Linked DNA regions of Sus scrofa: region 2 is linked to region 1. Evidence: chromatin contacts called from public Hi-C data. All regions are on one chromosome and are shown on one strand. Each heading gives the region's core, a stretch centred on a gene start, on an enhancer-like site or on the middle of the called end of the contact. The rest is flanking DNA. Distances are from core to core; before and after follow the strand shown. Region 1 overlaps INPP4B (type II inositol 3,4-bisphosphate 4-phosphatase). Region 2 overlaps INPP4B (type II inositol 3,4-bisphosphate 4-phosphatase).

Region 1 (2,843 bases), core at 181-2,680:
TCGCTTAATGCATCTAAAAAGCATTTGGTCATAACTGCTTCATACTAAATTGTTTACCAATAACAGAATTTTTCCCCCAAATTTAAACTATTTAGATGGATTGTTATGGAGGCAGTCAGATTTGGTTTACCATTAATATGTATTTTAAGTTTCAATGCATTTATTTCCTATCATATTTCTATAAGACAGGGCCATCTGGGCTGGCCTTTTCTCCTATCATTTATATATTGTCTTATCACATATTTCAGGGAGGATATTTTCCTTTGAGGACTTTCTTTAATTTTCTGTTTGTTTGTTGATATGCTTTGAAATGCTTTGGCTGTTGTTCCATAACTGATAAAAATTAAAATTCTCAGGTCACTACTTAAAATTTGCACTCGTTTGCCATCAAGTCCACAAGTCTCTCAGTGCTAGAAGTATTGCTCTGTAGTGACAGGTAAGAGTGACTTGGTTCTTCCATTATTTAAGTAGTAGAAGGAAATAGCTTTGCAGCCATTAGAGAGGAGTTGGGGATATATATTTACCTTTCAAAGTTGTTCCTTTGGGCTTCTCTCCAAACTGAACCACTGACTAGAGTCACAACCTGTTTCCCTATCAACTGGAACCTATGCTAATAATAATCCTTAGCCAATATCTCTTTTGAAACCACTGAAAGCTGTTTTAGCTTTTTTCTCAATCTTTATGCATGCAGGCTCTCTAATAAAATATGGTGATGATTAATGCATGAAGTTGTGTTGTTGCTACCTGAACCAATGATTTCTTATGGGTTCCATATTTCTTACAATATTTTAACCTCAAGAAGAGACCCAATATGATATATCAGATTCTAAATTGGTATCCAGATTTGTTCTCCACAGATAAGGAAGTAGTATACAATAGAAAGCGGGGGTGGGAGGTGGGCATTGCTTCAGTGGAAATAATTGGAGATGATATTTTCTTAGCAGGAAAGGTGAAAGCAGCATTGTTCTGACAGCCAGGGTTTGCTCTCTCTCAGCACACTGTGTCACTTCAGCCAAGTCACTTAACCTTCATGGTCTTTAGTTTTCCTGAGATATAAAATGGGTTATAAACTCGGTGACTTCTGATGGCCTGTTTGGCTCTTTGACTCTGATTCGCTAGTGGTCCATGAGAGGAAGGTCATACTTCTTTTGCCAAAGGTTGCTAACTGGATTGCAGAAAATCAGTGCAGGGTGTTGGAGGCAATCGTAAGTGGTTAATGTTTAACTATTTCCTGAGCAATCCTGCAAGGATTTGGGGGTTCAGAAGATGAAGGGTCCTCCAGTCCATCTGAAAGATCCCCAGAGCTCAGTGGAAAGGTTCGAGGATATACACGAGTTAGTCAGAAGGTTTTAAAAATGATCTGGCAAGCATAAAGACTTTTGAGACTCCAGACATAATATTTGCACATTAAATATTGATTCTAGGGTCGGTTTTCTGACTGTGTAGGAAATAACTGCTCAGCATTTTGAGAGCTTATTTGCTGTCCTGGTTGCCTTGGTAAAAATATACAAAAAGTACAAAAAAGCAGTGGAAGCAGGAAAAGGGGATCAATATACAGAGGAAATATAGACTCAGTGGTATGATTTGAAAGAATGTTGGATGAAAGCAATGCTCTAAATATTAATTTAACCAAAAGATTCTAAACAAAATGATCTCTCTTTGATTATCATTGAGATTGGCTGAGAGTTTCATCTCTATGTCCATCTCTGTCATTTAGTACTTACTCAGGGACCTCAAAGTGAGTTATTTAGTTACCGTCTATGTGCCTTGGTTACCTTCTCTTTAAAGAGTAATGAGTTGTACTGCTAAGTGAATCAGTTATACATATACATATATCCTTTCTTTTTTCCCTTATAGGTTATTACAAACTATTGAATAGATTTCCCTGTGCTATTCTGTAGGTTCTTGTTATTTGTACATTTAATACAGTAGTGTGTGTTGTGAGTCAACTATGTTCTAATAAAGTTTTTTTAAAAAAGAAGGAGAACGAAGATAGTAGTGTTACCTACCTTATAGGCTTGATGAGTCCATTTTTGCACATTCCCATTATAAAACCTTCAGGGTGGTGTTTGGCACAAAATAAGTGCTTAGTTGTTAGCTATTATTAGCTATTGCCATCATTATTACCATTAAGTATAATACTGTTGCACTGTAAATACATTGAATGTTCACCATACAGGTGCTTTTTCCTTGATACATTGGATTCTAATTTTGCATACCCCTGAGTCTTTGGGGATTAATATAGATACATTTATATAAAACAAATTTTTTTTCTACATACTTATTATTGGGGACACATATTCAAATCATATAATTTCATAAATAATATATGTAACTGAAAAAGTACAACTCCCAGGATGTAACCATAAAATCCACTTGATTTTGTTTTCTAGTGTCCATGTAAAATACATTCAGTAGGAGAAGTTTTTCCTCCATTATTGGATGAAACCTTCAACAAGTTCATTACTCTTGGATAATAGGAAGTCCTAGGGTCACATTATGTGAAAAATACAGTCTCGATTCAGAAAATAGACTGTCTAGTTCAATATATTAGTCCACACTCAATCTTTATTTGTTCCCCTCCTCCAGCTGAGGCAGAGTTTTGGTGGGTCATCTGCCTGCAGAAATTGTTCAGCCCTTAAACCTTTTTTTTTTTTTTTTTTGGCTGCATATGGAGCTCCCAGGCCAGAGATCTGATCCGAGCTGCAGTTGTGATCTAAGCCACAGCTGCAGCAACGCTGAATCCTTAACCCCACTGTGCAGGGCCAGGGGTCCAACCTGGGTCCCAGAGCTCCCAAGAGGCCACAGATCCTCTTGCTCCACAGCAGGAACTCAAGCCCCTT
Region 2 (2,843 bases), core at 129-2,628, 78 kb after region 1:
GCCTCATGTATAAAGCCTACTTCAGACACCTAATGACAATGATCAATTAGACCAATGTGTTTTTTTCAGAGTCTACCTGAAAAAAAGCTTAATGTAGCAAACCCATGCTATCTCTATGTAACTGTCATATTATTTTTACCTGTTGTGTTTAGAAATCAGTAGATGGTTTTCTTTGGTAGCTACTGAGTGACTCACTTCATGTTTCCTCCTATTATGAATCTATTTTTCACAACACTTCTCTTTAAAAGCATCTCTGGATCTGTCAGACTCAAAGAATTAGAAACTTTAAGAAAAATTGTGATAAGGTGTTTTGTTTTCCCCAAATTAAATAAGAACCTGGTATGATTTAAAGCTGACTCTCAAGTGGAATCTAAAAAATATAGCAAACTGGTAAATATAACAAAAAAAAGCAGATGGATGTAGAGACCAGTTGGGAGAAGCCGGGAGGAGCAATACAGGGATAGAGGAGTCAGAGGTGCAAATTTTTAGGTATAAAATCAGATACAAGGATGTGTTGTATAACATGGAGAATATAGCCAATATTTTATTTTATATCTTATAAATGGAATATAAGCTTTAAAACTGTGAATCACCATACTGCATATCTGTAATTTATACATATGTAACATATATGTAAAATATACAACATATATAGCACATATATATAACATATATATGATTGTACAGCAACTATATACTTCAATAGAAGAATAAAGCTGACTCTGTAGTTTTTATACTCCCATATTAAAAGTCATATAGAATGGGAAGAAATATAGCAGAATGTGAGAAAATCTTAATCACACGTGACTGGAAGAAAGTTTGTTTTGGATAAAGCACAAGAGTTAAAAAGCAACTTTAACTCAATAAACGTTGTTGCTCTCTTTTTAGCAGATAAAATGAAATCTTAGTAATTGGTAGTAAATTTATAATTTGAAAATTATCATTCCTGATAATAAGATAAGAACCAGATGGCACTTTTGGATACACTTATCAAATGACACATAATAACAAATATTTTAATAAACCACATGGCATAGTGATAAAACACCCAAACCAGGTCCTTGGGTTCCATTTTAAATACTGATGCTTAAACTAGCTGTGAGAGTCTGAGTTTCTTTTCCTTTCTTGGCCAATTCCTCGGTCTATGAAATATGGGTAATAATGGTACCTACATCAGAGGGGGTTTTGTTGTGGGTCCTCAAGTCTACCCTCAGGCTAGATGATTTGCTGGAAGGGTTCCCCAGGATTCAGAAAAATTGTTATACTCACAGTCATGGATTCTTACAGCGAAAGGATACAGATTAAAACCAGTGAAGGGAAAGGGCACATGAGGCAAAGTCCGGCTGCCAACTTCCAGGTGTCCTTTCCCAGCAGGTCCCATGGGTGTGTGTGCTCAATGCTCTCGGCAACAGCGTGAGGACATGTGTGAAGTGTGGTCAGCCAGGGAAGCTCAGCCAAGCTCTGGTCTCTAGAGTTAACTGGGGTCAGTCACAGAAGTCTGCAGCCCCAGATGACAGACCTCAGCTATTCAGACTTTAGCCGCCCCTTCTCCCAAGCCAAAACAGGTGTTCACCCTAAGTGTGTCTGGTCCAACTAGAGCAGCAGACACCTCAAACATACAGAAACTCTCTCATCAGTCAGAGTATTCCAAGAGCTCAAAGGTTATCTTCCAGGAGCTGGCCTAAGGCCAATTCTAAAGGTAGATCTGTCTTTGGAATGTGTAGCATTTGAGTGACTCACACCTGCTGGGCTAACCCTTGCCTGCCCAATGATTATGGGAAATACAGGAGTTGGTCCATGTACTTTGGACAAGCGCTTGGCTCAGTAAGCAAATAAATGAGTCAGCTGGAGTTCTTTCTAGCGGACCCCTGTGAGCTGAACAAAGCAGAGTCTTGTTTGGAATACAAACAAGAAATAGCTATATTCCATGGCATGTGTGATCAGGACATAAGTTCTCAAGTTTGGAAGAATGGGCATTATGAGCAAATCAAATATTTTAGCCAGGCATGTTTTAAAAAAGGAGTTCCCAGTGAAACACTAAATCTTAACATTTTGTCTTTTTGTTCTTTCCAGAGATCTGAGGTCAGCAAAGCAGTAATCAAAGAGCAGAGCTATTTGAGGAATACAACAAGGAAGCAGGTACAGGAGTGATTCTCAGTAATTGATCAATAATATTCATTGAGATTGATGATTAATTCAAACTTATAGCCCGTTTCATTTAAAATATTTTATAGAAAGGCCAGTTTGGTGTCTTAGAATGCGTGTGACTGCATATTGTAGGTGGCTGACCATATCCTAAAGAGGAAATGATTTTTAAGCATATATTAAATAAGTTTTGAAGATTTCAGCTAGGCCAGACCTAGGCAGAAATGTGAAGGAATTAACAAACTTACTAATATTACTAAGTCAATACATATCTATTAAAGGCCAGTTATATGGCGAACACTCATCTGTGAGGCATTTGGTGATTTTTACAGACTTGAACAAAACAGGCAAGGTCCATTCTCACCCTCATGGTGCTCACAGTCCAGTGAACGTGACATGAAATAAATAAGCAAGTATCTATAGTGCATAAAACTATGATAAATACTATGAAGGGTAATTGCAGAGTTCTGTGGGAGATAAGGAAGGACTCTACTGTTGATGGGCCAATCAGAGGGTATTTCTTCGGAAGATGTTCAAACTAAGAGGTGAAGTGTCAGGAAAAGAGTCCCAGGAAGATGGAAGAGCATTGAATAGAGAAAATAATGAAGGGGAAAAAAAGGATCAAGTGGCTGTAGCGAAGTCACAGAGGTGGAGAGAAGCATGAGATGAAGTGGGGTTGAAAGTGGGATGAACGTGAA

The links. Hi-C and Micro-C count contacts between places; a contact is called where the count stands out from the background.
Region 2: a Hi-C map of liver shows a contact between it and region 1, with 1.8 times the contacts expected there. The contact joins two enhancer-like sites. A contact is called at or near these places in 3 of 47 Hi-C or Micro-C datasets (liver, psoas muscle and skeletal muscle).

Annotation. Positions count from the first base shown.
Region 1 is chr8:85,064,426-85,067,268 of Sscrofa11.1, forward strand. The region is part of intron 2 of INPP4B (type II inositol 3,4-bisphosphate 4-phosphatase); the gene reads left to right. Among named protein-coding and RNA genes, the nearest start is that of INPP4B, 250 kb to the left of the region's middle. Within about 2 kb of position 1,431, at least 2 of the 83 cell types and tissues checked have an H3K27ac peak or open chromatin away from gene starts, as enhancers often do. A contact at or near this core is called in liver, where this site is marked.
Region 2 is chr8:85,142,568-85,145,410 of Sscrofa11.1, forward strand. It overlaps INPP4B (type II inositol 3,4-bisphosphate 4-phosphatase), which reads left to right. Exons shown (of 30, transcript XM_021100673.1): 3 at 2,074-2,139. Among named protein-coding and RNA genes, the nearest start is that of INPP4B, 330 kb to the left of the region's middle. Within about 2 kb of position 1,379, at least 16 of the 83 cell types and tissues checked have an H3K27ac peak or open chromatin away from gene starts, as enhancers often do. A contact at or near this core is called in liver, where this site is marked.